5 separate regions of the Mus musculus genome follow, and regions 2, 3, 4 and 5 are each linked to region 1. The links are chromatin contacts, called in public Hi-C and promoter capture Hi-C maps. All regions are on one chromosome and are shown on one strand. The core of a region is the stretch at or near the end of the contact, and the rest is flanking DNA. Distances in the headings are between cores, read along the strand shown. Region 1 holds the start of Csmd3 (CUB and Sushi multiple domains 3). Region 2 has its middle 150 kb from the start of Kcnv1. Region 3 holds the start of Nudcd1 (NudC domain containing 1). Region 4 has its middle 14 kb from the start of Gm41322. Region 5 has its middle 120 kb from the start of Aard.

The links. Promoter capture Hi-C pulls out the DNA fragments that hold promoters and counts their contacts. Hi-C and Micro-C count contacts between places; a contact is called where the count stands out from the background.
Region 2: a Hi-C map of cortical neurons shows a contact between it and region 1, with 6 times the contacts expected there. The contact joins the enhancer-like site here to the promoter of Csmd3 in region 1. A contact is called at or near these places in 4 of 39 promoter capture datasets (cranial neural crest, frontonasal cranial neural crest, hippocampal neurons and 1 more), 11 of 484 Hi-C or Micro-C datasets (cerebellar granule neurons, cerebellum, cerebral cortex and 4 more) and 1 of 115 datasets of contacts at active chromatin or transcription factors (neural progenitor cells).
Region 3: a contact with region 1 is called in a promoter capture Hi-C map of second pharyngeal arch cranial neural crest. The contact joins the promoter of Nudcd1 here to the promoter of Csmd3 in region 1. A contact is called at or near these places in 5 of 39 promoter capture datasets (cranial neural crest, frontonasal cranial neural crest, maxillary cranial neural crest and 2 more), 2 of 484 Hi-C or Micro-C datasets (B cells and cerebral cortex) and 1 of 115 datasets of contacts at active chromatin or transcription factors (astrocytes).
Region 4: a Hi-C map of cerebellum shows a contact between it and region 1, with 4 times the contacts expected there. The contact joins the enhancer-like site here to the promoter of Csmd3 in region 1. A contact is called at or near these places in 4 of 39 promoter capture datasets (cranial neural crest, hippocampal neurons, maxillary cranial neural crest and 1 more) and 4 of 484 Hi-C or Micro-C datasets (cerebellum, cerebral cortex and cortical neurons).
Region 5: a contact with region 1 is called in a promoter capture Hi-C map of hippocampal neurons, with 6 times the contacts expected there. The contact joins the enhancer-like site here to the promoter of Csmd3 in region 1. A contact is called at or near these places in 4 of 39 promoter capture datasets (3T3-L1-derived adipocytes, cranial neural crest, hippocampal neurons and 1 more), 11 of 484 Hi-C or Micro-C datasets (cerebellar granule neurons, cerebellum, cerebral cortex and 4 more) and 2 of 115 datasets of contacts at active chromatin or transcription factors (astrocytes and embryonic forebrain).

The regions. Positions count from the first base shown.
Region 1 is chr15:48,790,621-48,793,320 of GRCm38.p6, forward strand. Csmd3 (CUB and Sushi multiple domains 3) reads right to left here and starts at 1,369. Exons shown (of 71, transcript NM_001081391.2): 1 at 1,107-1,369. The coding sequence starts at 1,284. Gm34336 (a long non-coding RNA gene) reads left to right here and starts at 2,150. Exons shown (of 3, transcript XR_384081.2): 1 at 2,150-2,700.
Region 2 is chr15:45,265,722-45,268,421 of GRCm38.p6, forward strand. No RefSeq gene overlaps it. Among named protein-coding and RNA genes, the nearest start is that of Kcnv1, 150 kb to the left of the region's middle. Within about 2 kb of position 1,365, at least 4 of the 459 cell types and tissues checked have an H3K27ac peak or open chromatin away from gene starts, as enhancers often do. A contact at or near this core is called in cortical neurons, where this site is marked.
Region 3 is chr15:44,427,003-44,429,702 of GRCm38.p6, forward strand. Nudcd1 (NudC domain containing 1) reads right to left here and starts at 1,305. Exons shown (of 10, transcript NM_001113554.1): 1 at 660-1,305. The coding sequence starts at 774. It overlaps Eny2 (ENY2 transcription and export complex 2 subunit), which reads left to right and starts at 1,109. Exons shown (of 5, transcript NM_175009.3): 1 at 1,109-1,240; 2 at 2,558-2,634. The coding sequence starts at 1,235.
Region 4 is chr15:52,457,729-52,460,428 of GRCm38.p6, forward strand. No RefSeq gene overlaps it. Among named protein-coding and RNA genes, the nearest start is that of Gm41322, 14 kb to the left of the region's middle. Within about 2 kb of position 1,298, at least 22 of the 459 cell types and tissues checked have an H3K27ac peak or open chromatin away from gene starts, as enhancers often do. A contact at or near this core is called in cerebellum, where this site is marked.
Region 5 is chr15:52,159,690-52,162,389 of GRCm38.p6, forward strand. No RefSeq gene overlaps it. Among named protein-coding and RNA genes, the nearest start is that of Aard, 120 kb to the left of the region's middle. Within about 2 kb of position 1,257, at least 72 of the 459 cell types and tissues checked have an H3K27ac peak or open chromatin away from gene starts, as enhancers often do. A contact at or near this core is called in cerebellar granule neurons, cerebellum, cerebral cortex and 5 more, where this site is marked.

The DNA.
Region 1 (2,700 bases), core at 119-2,618:
CCAACACTGCCCCTCCACCCCTCAAGGCACCGAAAAGCAGGATTGGAAACTAGCTTCACTAGGAGCTCCATTCCCCGTGTCTGTTGGAGCTGCTGTGGGGATGGAGAAATGATTGTTCAGAAACGACGGCATGAGTCATAAACACCTCCCGAGTATTCTTTGCAGCAATTAATGGGCATTGGGGTGCAGAAGTTGTGGAATAGCTGTGGCTCTATTTTGTCCCCCAGACTGTTCTTTCTCCAGCGATCCAACTGTCCCTTCCCTTCCTGCTTAGGAATAAATTTTCCATCCCACCCGCCCCCACTCCTTGTCTGTGCATGTGACACTCATTGTACCTGTCTGAACGCAGAGACTTGCCGGGGATTTTCTTTTTGGTCAGCTGCTAATGACTTTCTCCCTACCTTCATTCATCCTCAAAGGTGGATCTTCACACTTTGTGGCATCTCAGCCTCATTTTTATTTTTTTATTAATTAATTAATTTTTTTAACCAAGCATTAACAGAGTATCCAAAAAAGCTCCCCTACATTTATCCTTGCATAGGAAGCCACGTAGAAATAATTCAAATTTGTATGCAGACATTCATGTTGGTGTGACCGAGCTCTGGAAGGCTCTGTCTCCTAATGTATTTAAAACCCATGCATTTCTAGCATGTTGGCAACTTTGCTGTCCGAAATGGTTAAAAGGCACTCACGCCAGTGTCTTCAATTAAAAAAAAAAAAATCTGTGCAAAGCATCAGACCCCACAGATTCCACTAGAAATCAAGATAATCCTCACCACTTAAAAAAAAAAAAAGTCTTGCAGAGGAATTCTGCGTGGATATCCACTAGTTAGAGGCTATAGGAACCAACTCACGTATTGGTTTGAGCATACTGCAAGAATATTTATTGAGCACAGGCTCAATCACCGCATTGAACGCCAAATCTGGCAAGCAAAATGCATTTCCTATCTGAGGGGAGGAAAAGGAGCTGTGAATCAACTCCTTCATCAGTATTTTCCCTATTATTTTATCCGTGCAAATTGCAAACTAAGCTTGCTAGCCTCTCTCAGGCGACAAGTCAAGCCCATGTCCACCACAGAAGAGGGTACCCCGGAAAACAGACCTACCTTTTACACAAGACAGCGTCAATAAAAAGACGAGGTTCCAAAACGTAAATCCACTTTTAATCCCCATTTTCTTCTTCAGGATGAAGTCTAGGCGGCCACATTTAGCGCATCTTCGCGTGCCAGGCTCCCGGGGTTTGGATTCCTTTGCTCTGCTTTCTCCTTTGCGGCTCCCTTTCATATTATTCGCGAGCTCTGGATTCTGGCTCCTCAGCCCAGCGCAGTAGAGTTGTTGCTGTTGTTGGTGCGCGGTCACAGCTCGGAGTGAATGGTGTTTCTGGGATACCACAGCAACCTTGACGAGGACTCAACCATCTCTCCAACGGGGGCACAGAGTCTCCGCTACTCCGGATTCTGTCTTTTCTTTTGCGTTTTTTCCCCTCCACCAAAATTAACCTTAAATCTTGCTCCTTACAACCTACACCAGAAAGCACTAGTGAGCTTCTAAAAGCCCAGCTCTGCTCTCTGATAAACTCCCTACAATATTTGAAATCTCGGGGCTTGGATTATTTTTCCCCCCGAATAGATCAATTCTGCCTGCAAAAGCAGTTCAAGAAATATTATGTTAGTGAGCTCTCCATTCCTGCCTGAGAATATAGAAGCATACTAAAGGAGTATTTTTAAAGTGAAGATCTGCGTCGCTTTAGGAGAAACCGTGAGGATAATGAATTGGGTTCCATCGATGCCCACGTCCCTAGAATGGGACATGTGTTACTACAGTAGTTGCTTATATCCCAGACAGCTTTAGACATCTATTATACTTTGATTTAATCCAGAAGGGAAATCACAGATAATTTATTTGCACGCACAAATTTACATATGAGAATACCTAGGTGTAAAAAAAACATGACGCGGATTTTATTATTTGGTAAGCATATGTCACCCGTGGCTCGGGCTGGGGTAAGGTTGGGAGGGAAGTCAGAATCTTTCCCTAAATAGTTCTTTTTTTTTTTTTTTTTTTATCTTGCCCAACCTCCTTGCAGCCAGTGTGCAATAGCAGTTAAACGAGTTGTGCCTGTCGTTGATATCTAGAGAAAGCTCATTTTCCCTAATTCTGAGTTGATCCCAAATATGTAAATGGGAGGTTTCTCTCAAAAGGCAAAATGTATATGTCTATACATTTGGACTTGGCAGTCCCATAAACCAGGCAAGGGTTAAGAGTGTACAAAGAAAGAGTTCTTGCGCCATCTACTGGCCATCTCCAAGCCTCCCGCTCCTCCTTCACATCTAAAGGGACCCTGTTGTATCTCGTATTGAAGAGATCTGTCCCTGAGACGAGTGTTTTTCTTAGGCATACTAATTTTCGAATCTATTTTTTTCCCGGACAGATTCTGACCCAAATATTTTGGTGGTCAAGTTCCATAGACCCAGGTTCGTATTGACGATCTGACCCATTCGAGAACTTGGTGCTAGCTCAAGAGTTAGGTAGGGCTGCAGTGCAGACTCTGGAATAGGTAATTGCCAGTGCCTGTCCGTGGTCCTATTTGCATGCAGGGAAGGGTAGTGGGGAGCGTCTTTGTGTATCATTCAAACAAACGGACTGCACTGTCTTGAGTTTTCAGCTCCTCACCCTGTTCACAAATGAAGAACCCCGTCC
Region 2 (2,700 bases), core at 115-2,614, 3.5 Mb before region 1:
TTATGATGATGGCTCATTAAAACTACCACCTGGTTCTTAAACTGGGAATACAGGAATGGTATGATATATACAATGTATTGCAGAAAAGCTGTTTACAATACTAAGGGTGCCACGTCCTGCTAACCTGCTTTCTTTACCGTGGTTTGTGTTATACACGTTTTAGAATTATATGGGTCTGACCAATTTTATGTATAGTTGTTTGAACAACTATACATAAAATTGACCAGAAGTAATTTGGTATCCCATGGCATAAAGAATCAATGCTTTAGAATCCTGGGCACATGACTCAAATATAATGAGGAGTCATGGATTGAGAAAATTAGAGGCTCTAATTTATTGACATTTAACACAAACTTATCTGACTTTTTCCAATTAGATTCCATCCTTCTTCCTTCTCTCTATTTCAGTGAAGGCACTTGAAGTTTTGAAACAAACAAAAGGTATTTCAAAAGGGAGTATCAATGAGATGCAATAATTCCTAAGTACACCTCTTAGAGAAAACACCAGGGGTAGAATACAGTGTTCTATTCTATCACTTAGATGCAATATCCTGAGCAAGGTCATTATTCTGAAAAGGGAACAATTGCTATCACAAAAAGCTTTCTAAAAACCTTACTTAAGAACATTTGTCTGAAAAATACTCTAAGCATATTAAAGAACAATGTGGTTACTGTTTCCCCTTTAGTACACTAAGTAAGATAGCAGCATCTTGTACTGAAAGAAGCTCCTTTGCTATTTTGTTATATGTAACAGATACCAGCTTGGTCCTTCTTTCTGAATAAGTATATGGTTTTCCAAATGATGATTACTGAGTCCAGAAAAGCTATGACAATAGCTCATAATTTCAATATTTTTTTTCTTGAAAGAATTTCCATAGATATGCATCCCATTAGTTTGAAAACAAAAATAACTGAAGGAAAATTATACAATTTGCATTAAATAAGTAAATAAGTAAGATGTATTTGGTAGTATAAAAGAATCAAAATCTATTAGACATATACACTAACTGGTAACACCCCAGCCTCTTCTCTCCAAAAATGTTTTGTGTTTAGTGTGCACAGCTATGTGATTTGGTGGCTGACTTGCTTGGATTGCTGTCAAGCTGCCAGTAATTACTGCATTACTGGGGTTTTCATATGCTCTTGGGACCAGAAAGGTCCAGAAAGAGACTCACTTGCAGATAAAAGAGCTATGAAGACACCAGGACTAAGAAGGATGTGTGACAGAATAGCTTCATGGCTATTGTGAAGTATATAATGCACCTTTCAACAATCTTGTATTATGAAAGATCTGCTTGACTTCCTCCCAAGCCCCTGGTGCCAGAATCCAACAGCCTGGAACCTTCTGAAAGCATCTGCCAGGAATTACATCAGATTCTACTCAGAGAGTGCAGAAACACATGAACAGTGTATTTCAGTAGCCAGGAGACAAAATACTGGAAGACATAAATATAAATTTAGCAACTGTCTGAAAGGAAATATCCTGTGTGTCTCCTTGACTACAGCAGAAGAAAAGTGCAAAGGAGAATTGTATTGTTTCTTTATAGTAGTTGTGTCAGGCAGGAGGGATGCAATTATACAAAATAATTGAAAGGAAAATCAAACTCATAGAAACATGATGAATTTAAAGAAAGTAAATAATAATATTGCCAACAGAAATAAGTCAGATTCATGTGATGTTTGAGTCCACTAAACCTTCTGTGTCTTCATTTCTTAATCTTTCAATGTCAAGATAATTATACTATCCTAACTGCAATGATGACAATGTGGGTAATATTTGTGAAAAGTTGAGAAAATTATTCTAATGAGAAAATATATGTGCACATTTTTAATTTAATGCATAGGTGCCAATGCTAACCAATGTTCAAAACAGTAAATAAATATATATTTGGGGGAGAATATTGGTCTGTTTTGAATATATATTACCAAATTCCCCCATCTTGTTAATTAGGAAACTATTTATGGTCTTTTATTTGTTGTTTTGGAGAAAATAAAGAAGGATAAGAGATTGTTAGTGAAAATTAATTATATAAAATATACCATGTAAAAGATGAACTAGCAGACAGTGTTATAGTACTTGCCTCCATTTTGAGGATAAAAATCAGTACAAACAATGTCACTTCAGGAAAAATGTCCCAATGCTGGTACCTAGTGGCTCTTTAGAATAAATTGAGACTATCTATCTATCTATCTATCTATCTATCTATCTAAATAAATCGAGAAAAAATATATATACACTTTTTCATTTGCTTCATATATAGTTTGGTACATGAAGCACATCCAGAAATTTTTTTCTTGCATCAAAGATACATTCAGATCTCCTTAAGCAGGTATTAATGAGAAAAGATGCATAACAATGTGACATTCCTATTTTCTACGTTCCAAATATTGTTCTGTCAGATGGAGAAGAAACAAAGTATTATAGGTAAAGAGATATTGCTTTTAGTTACTACAGCTGTTTAGCAGTGAGTCACATACTTTTGATGGCTTGAGATTATTTTTCTAATTGTCTATCTCTCTCCCTCATTCGTTTTCTATTTCTTCAACCTTCCATCTTCGTCTGTGTCTCTAAGTTCCTTCCTTCTTCCCTTTTTTTTCCCTTTCTCTTTTCTTGTTCTGTCCTTCCTTCCTTCCTTCCTTCCTTCCTTCCTTCCTTCCTTCCTTCCTTCTTTCCTCTCTCTCTCTCTCTCTTTCTTTCTTC
Region 3 (2,700 bases), core at 55-2,554, 4.4 Mb before region 1:
CGACTAACACCTCTAGATCACTATTTCTCAAAGTACAACCTATGGAAAACTTGTATCAAAATAAGAATCTGCAGAGACATGTATTTAAAAACACAAATCCCTGGACACTTTCCCTAACAAAACTACAATTCCTATGGTTGTAAAAAGGAGAATAGCCTCTAGGAAGTTACAGATAAATAAGTAGTAGCAGCAAGCAACAGTAAGCGCACTAAATCACTTGCCCTCAATAAATTGTAGCATGATCCAGGACCCGAGTATTTGAAACTGCTAACTGAATGTGGAAATTTTTCTCTCCCAAGAAATGATTCTGCGTCAGAAGGAAAAAGGGAGTTGGGGACTTTCCAAGGAGGTGTGGCTTCTCAGCGAACACGTTTACTAAAGGTAAGGTTTGGGAAGGAAGGACAACTTGAACCTTCAGAGCAGGAGCCAGAGATGTATGGGCGGAGAACATCCGAGCCTGAGCTGCGGACGCCTAGGCCAGCCCACAGTGCCGCGGCTAAGGCGCGGAAGGAAAGGGGGCATCCTCGGGTCCCCGCGTGGACGGCCGCTCTAGGTGCAGACCGGCAGGAGGTGGCTGGCTAGCCGGAGTGACAGAGGGTTGCGCCAATGGCAGCCTCAACAAGAAGGAACCGGGTGCGAGAGGGTGCCGCCGATCCCACCTGCATCAAGCTCCAGCTGGTAGCAGGGCAGCGGTTCGAGAGACAGCTTGTAGCCCTCGAAGCGGGGATCCAGCAGAGGTCTTTTCACCCGCAGAGAGCAATTGGCCGCCTCCATCGCGTTCCCCCGATCCCAGCAAGAGAATCAATAAAGCTCTTGTTGAAAGGTCCGCGCTTCACTCCTGGAACTGAGGCTGGGAAACGGCGTGGTTCCCATCCCAGACGACTCTGCGGCGCCACGTCTCTTCTGGGAAGTGTAGTGTCCATGAGAAATTTGGTTCTGTTGCAATGCTGGGAAATGTAGTTTTTTGATCCCTGAACCCACGTCAGCTAACAGACTCTGGACTTCCTTACCCAGAGGGCCGAGCGACCAGAAGGCGGCCCGCGCTAGTTGAATTCTCACATTATAGGCAGGGTGGCCAGATCCCGCCCCGGAAATGCGTGGTCTAGCTTTCTGTGTGCTTAGGTGCCCGAGCTACTGAGGGTCTAAGTCCGGGCAGCCGAAGAGTGTGGTAGGTAACGGTCGTCAGCGCAAGGGTCATTTCGTCGCTGGGAAGGGACGGCCCTCGCCCGCGGTGATGGTGGTGAGCTATGCCCGTGGTCCTCAGGGCCGGGACCCGGGCCCAGCCCAGGCTCCTTTCGATGTGCTGTCTTTCGTTAGCTTCCCCGACCCGCGCTCGCTCGCTCGCTCGCTCGCGGGCCTGTAGGGCTCTCCGACAGGGCGTGCTGCTGGAGTTGGCCGGGAGCCAGTCCCCGCTTTGTTTTCTGGCTCCTCCCCTCCCGCCTCTCCAGCTGTCTGCGCCGTGTTGCATTTTCCTAAAGAATGTCAGAACCGGGAGGGAGTCCCTAGCGCCCTGGTTTTACCAGTGAGAAAACTGAGGCCTTTAGGCATTAAGTGACTTGCCCAAGGTCACTATCCGTGATTTTAGGGGCCAAGACGAGACGAAGTTTTGCTGTTCTTGCTATGACACTGTCTAAACTTTTGCAGTTAATTTGGAAATGTTAAGCCCCAACTACAGAAGTAAAGCGTTGCCTAGTTATTAACCCTCTGTTCACCTGCTTCTTGCGCAGCCCAACTCTGAAAATTCTTTGTAGTCTGAATTTCCATACAGACAAGACGGAGAATTACAAAAGAAGATTCACACTAAGTAGGAAAACATTAACTTAAACCTGACTTTTAAATGGCAAAAATGCGCTCAAAAGTTAACCTTGCTTTTTTTTTTTTTCCCCTACACCTATTTTGGCATTGGTTGTCTGTTTTTTATTGAAAATGAAGAATTTCTCAAAGACTAGTTTGAAATTCGTTTTCTTACTTACCCTTCAGAAATAAGGATATGAAATCCAAAGCTAGGGTAGCAGTTGTAATTCTCCGTGAAGTTTATTGGGTAAAGCAAGCACATAGTCTTATTTCATTTTTCATAGTCGTATCTTTTATTAGTGTGCATGCTATGGCTTACCCAGAAATTGAATGCAGTTAAGATGCAGAAATGAACGCCAGTCAGATATTAGTGTACAATTAAATAAGGTGGGACTCCAAGTACCTGACTTCACATTCTGTCTCTGTGCCTCAGTGTTCTCATCTGTAAAATGGAATTGTGTCATTAGAGCAAATTTGGGGGTTAAATATTCTCAGTTTTAGGTACATAAGTGCTTAATGGTATTATAATAGTAGTTATTCCCTTTTTAAAAAGACAAAGAAAATAAACAATAAAGAGCTTATGAGGGAAGGGAATTGGGATACAGGAAATAGTACTAAGAATAATAATACCATGTAAGGTACTTAAAATTATCATCCTTTCCTTATTATAATGTTCAATGTATTAGGATGATTGTCTAGAGAGGTCTTAGAAGGAAACACTTTTCTAAATATTATGTATCTCAAAATGCATGTTGATGTCCAGGTTAGCAAGATGAACAAAGATGCGCAGATGAGAGCAGCGATTAACCAAAAGTTAATAGAAACTGGAGAAAGAGAACGGTGAGTAATAAATTGTATCAATAAAGTAGGTTTTACCATCTTTAATAATTATATTGGAGGAATTTC
Region 4 (2,700 bases), core at 48-2,547, 3.7 Mb after region 1:
TACATTGAGATTCAACATTAACTGCCCACTCACTGGCTACTCTTTCTTTGTACTTGCCGCAGACAAAGGAAGTCATTTGTTAGTCAGTAGTTTTCTCACTCTATGTATACAAAACAAACAAACAACAACAACAACAACAAAACCCTCCAAATATCCTCCTGATCTTGCTCATAGGATACTGACTGTGTCCCTACATGATCTAACTTGTGGTTTTTGTAATTGTACAAACTTTGTAATTTTCTAACACTGTCCTCTCTCTTACTGCCATCAGAATGATGTCTCTACAAAACCTAGATAGGAACAGGGCTCTGCCATGATCTGTCTATGTTTGGATAGGAGCAGGGCTCTGGCCTGATCTGTCTATAATACTGGATAGGACCAGGGCTCTGCCTTTTACTTGATCTTTCACAGCTCTCCACTGATCAAAGAAGTTCAAGCAGAAATGTTTTTGTCGAAGCATGGGGGAGACTGTCTCAATCTGGTCCTGGTTTGTTCGTCCTCTGCCCACATGCCTGGCTTCACATTAGCCAGACAACTTCTTCCTTCACAGCACCCTCTCCTACCTCAGTTGCAGATTCTTCTAATCTCTAGGTTAGACATTAGGTTGAGATTTTCCTATTCCAACTCCTTGCCTGTCCCATTTCTAATCGTCTGTATTCTTTATCTTCTACAACAGAGATGCTAACATGTCCTGCATCTGCCCTTTCTGTATCAACTATCACTCATCTATCATGCCTTTAAAAACCTCTGGTACCTAAACAGAAGACTTCCTAAAGGGCCTGAATATGTCTCATCCATGGTTGTATTCCTGGCACCTAATTCATGGTAGGAACGACATACACATTTAATGGAAGAGGAAATGAATGAGCAAAGACAAGCATGGTAGAAAAACCAGGTGTGTTAATCAGAGGCAGGTTTATTGACCCACCACACTAATCCTTGGAGAAACTAGCATTCCCAGTCAGGGGCATATTTAGGACTCTTTTCTGACAGTTTCCAGGATTACTGGGCTGGGTAAGTTAAAAGATATTCAGACCACCTTGAACTAAAGAGGCTGTGTCATCTTGCAGATCCACTTACAGGGTCCAGCAAGACAGTTTTTGAAGCCACCCACCCTGACAGAGGTGGCCATGGGAGAATCGCATCCAGGATTGCAATTAGAGCTAGAGGAGAAGAGGAGGAGACAGGGGTCAGTGAACCAATCAATAATCAGCAACTCCTCCCCCACATCTGCCAGGAGGGAGGCTGAAGCTATCTGCTTGAGGATGGCTCTCATCTTAGGCGGTGCACTCCTGCCATCTAGTGGCTCTGTCACACTTTGCAAGCATGCCTTTAACCGGCATGGCTTCAAGGGCTGAAAAATCCCAGAGCTAGATTTAATGCACTGCTCAAACCTGGAGTAAACTCACCAGGAAGATGCACAATACTTTTGGGGTTTCTTTGTCACTGACATTTAAGAAAGTCTTTATGGGTGCTGACTAGAAATGAATCTTTCATGATAGTATTAGTCAAGGCTAATATCAGATATGAACACTACCTTTTATTTAATGAGGAAATAGGATGTGATTTTTAGCTTAGAGTTAAATCAATCTCTCTCTCTCTCTCTCTCTCTCTCTCCTTTCCCCAAATGGTCCCAAATGTGTTACAAACACTGCCTAGAGATTGTCTTTTTCCCCAGCAGCAAACTGGATAATTGCAAAACAGAAAGGAAGAGCTGACTATGGTGTAGCTGAGGCATGCCAAGATAGTCAGAAATGACAGTGTGGAGACTTAGCAAGGGAAACATTTCAAGGACCAAGGCTGACAGGAGATGAAACTGCCTCAGGCTTCCCAATCCCTCAGGGAAACTGGCAATCTTATTGCTTTCTTCTTCTTCTTTTCTTCTTTTTTCCATGGCGCCCCAAAGGTAATTCATTAAAATATTAATAGCTTCTGTTTGCTCTGGGGCAGTGAACTGGGACAGATCCAGCTGTACAAGAAACTAACGATATGGGCAAGATACAGATCTTGACCACGCACACTCTGTGTCTGAGAAAATCCATCCTGTAGCAATTTGGAGACAGCCAGGAAACAGCTAGCCTAACCTTCAGCAGCAATATTTGCAGATAAATGGCCTCAGGCACAAAAATATATCACACATATGTGCATTAAGTATCAATACAAGTTCGGTTGTCATGATATAAAGTTAATATAGAATGTTTCATAGAAATTATTGCTAATATGTAAAAGCATATTAAACTTATAGTAACCCTCAGCAAAATAACCAAGCAATAAGGGCAAGAATTTTTAAAAGATAGTGAGAAAGTTTTCAGGTTATATATTTACAATGTCTTCTATGGAAATGATCCAATTATTTACATGGTGTAGCTTTTCACAACTGTAATGTGACCCTCTGATGAAACTTGCTAGGCACAAGTGTTTTACAAACATTTAATCATCTCCTAAGACTCTGGCCTTTTTTTCTACATTCTATGTCGAAGCAGGTTTGTTGTGTTTAGATAAATGTGTGTTATGTTAGGCTGTGGTTATTATTAAAATCAATTGCTAAATCACACACACACACACCCCAAACACACACACACACACACACACACACACACACACACACACACATCCATACACACACACACACATCCATACACACTCTTTCCAAGGAAACTCTTATGTTTGAAATACTTGTCTCATTGGATCAACACAAAA
Region 5 (2,700 bases), core at 7-2,506, 3.4 Mb after region 1:
GAAGAGAGGGCACTCTTGGCAGCGCAAGAACTCTAATTGGTCGATAGAGATGATATGTTAAACAATGACCAGTGTGTTTACAATACCTTCACTGCTAAGCAGGGGGTACTTGAACAGGATTCTGTAATCTATCATGCCCATTTCCCCTTACAGAAAACTACCAATGATGACACGGTGTGATAGATTCCCGTAAGCCACTCAGAGGTTTTCAACGGCTTTCGATTTTTTTCAACTATGTTTCGATACATGTTAGAGAGAATTCATGGTTGTGAGGCAAGTTTACAAATTTTTCATTCTGTACTTATTTAATTTAATACATATAGATTAGTCAGCTTTATACTCCTAGGCAGTAGAGCAATCTGTGATGGGGACACGGCCTTCAGGGAGCTTCTATTCTTTAGAGGTTATTGACTCATAAATGCTCTGACACAGGAAAGTCCTGGATGGAGAATGCCAGCTAAATGGACTTGACAGTTAGCAAAGGGAGGGACTCAAATTGGAAACTGAGGGGAGTAGCGTCATCACCAACCTGAAGAGATGCAGGCTAGTGCTTGAAGCAGAAGGTAATAATAGCTCAGTCAAAGCACTGGGTGCGGCAGCCATGGCCAAGGGCTTATGCCTGCTTTCTGGACTGTTGCCATAAACAATAGGGACTCAGTATGGAAGGAAAGTCAGGACTGCACTGGGCTGTGAAGCTGTTTGTGCTTAGTAGCGATGCTGTTATTTGAAAAGGAGTATGGGAAAAGCCATCCAGTAAAGGGACTTGGGAACCAAAAGGCAAACTTAGCACCCTTTTTGATAAACTAACCAGTCTGAGAGGGCATTTAGAGCAGATGATATGTTCAATAAGCCAGCAATTTGGTTTGAAAGAGAAGACCCAAACTTCCTCAGGGACGGCGACTCCCCTGCCGCGTGCCCACAGCAAGGAGTCGAGCAAACATTGCTCTGGGAGCAAATGCGGAGTGCTTTCCAGAGAACAGGTTTCTCTTTGGGGTATAATTATTTGGCCCACTTAATAGAAGTCGCAAGCAGGCCAGCCCTTGAAAAATAGGGCTCGTTCCTCGTTTTAGCAGAGCTTGAACAAAGGGAAACTTAAAATCAATTAGAGGGAAAGAGGAAGCCTATTTCTGTCCTTCTGGAGACAAAAGATGAAGCACAATTGGTTAAAATTCAGAGGACTAAAAATCTCTTGGGCGGTTGGGGGAAGTATTGGAGAGCTGCAGAGGAGACACAGATCCAAACGCAGGCTCGAGCTGCCATCTAGTGTTGGGACGGCTGCTGGCACGCCAGGCCCAGCTGCTGTTTCTGCCTGCCGGCTCAAGGCTCTTGGGTTTCAGAAAGATGCATCAAATTACTATTTATTATTATTGTTATGCCTATTGTTATTAAATAATTACTAAGTTAAACAGGGAGTTTAACACTTCTTGTCTCCCAGGAATTAATTTTCCTCCTGACAGCACGCAGTCCTCAGTATTCAGTTGCCTCTTGTTTGAAGGAACAAGGTTTAATCCTTTGGCAATCTAACTAGGAGCCAGCTCAGCTCCGAGGGAACCACAGTTTGACCTTTGCAATCGTGTTGGAAGGTGGCAGTCTGGATCATTAACCTTGTGAAAGGTCCTGGTGTATCTATAGGCTCAAGCCTCCTCCTGAAGGGAGATTTCATGGTGAAATGCTGTTATAGAGCCTGTAGAGTAGTTTTGTCTCCTCACCAGACTCTTGTTTTATTGAATTGAGGTCTCTCATATTGGGAAGATAATTGGCAATTCAACAAATTACCTTTATTTAATTAAACAACTAATTTACTGCCAATCTGATATTGATTAGAGGCCCTGGCTGCCAATTACTTGTCCCACCCCTGCCCTGTTACTGGAAATTACAAACCTTAACCAGGCTTAGCTAATATTGTTTGTAGCCTAAAGATGGGAGCTTTGATGTTCCACAGCTGCTGGGTCTCTATCTCACTGCGGCGAAGCAGGCAGCGCCTGTGAGGCTCTGGAGATGCTTAACGTGGCCTGCCAACTCCCACGCCCACTCTGAAGCGTGGCTCTGGAGCCCCTGACCTAGATGGCTGACTCAGAGTGACTGCAGCGTCCTCCTGTGCCCCAGCCTCTGCTCTCAGCAGCAGGTCTTTTCAAACAGAGCTGTAGCGTGAGTAAACAGCCCTGAGAGGAGCCATCTGCTCGGTTCCCATTTGGACATGAAAGCGAACCTGATCTTACAGACCTTTCCAGACACCCGGTGGCCCCGCGATCTCCCCCCATCTAGTCACTGCAATACTTTACTCTTTTGTAAGGTGGGAATACAGGCATGCTTTCCCTCTACCTTTTTAAAGCCGACAGAGGAAAATAATCCTTAGAATTAAAGCTGTCCTTTGTTGTGCTGTGACATCCTCGTGACAGGTGGTGGCATATGAAAGGCTGAGGGACTGGGCAGGGGATGGAGTGAAACACATTCCTCAACCACAGGGCAGGATCAGGGGACATTGCTGTGAAAGCCCTACTCTGAATCTTCTCTTAAGGCGGGGCAGATCGACAGGGGAATAAACAAAGGAAAAATTCAGACGTTATATGTGTTTCTATTGTGGGTGCTGGAGTTGTCTGGCGTAAAGAAGAATTAAGGGATGGGGAGACCTCTCTTAGCCATTTGATGAACATTCTTCTATTTTCCTAAACATCCATGTCACCTTTAGGCCACTCTTAT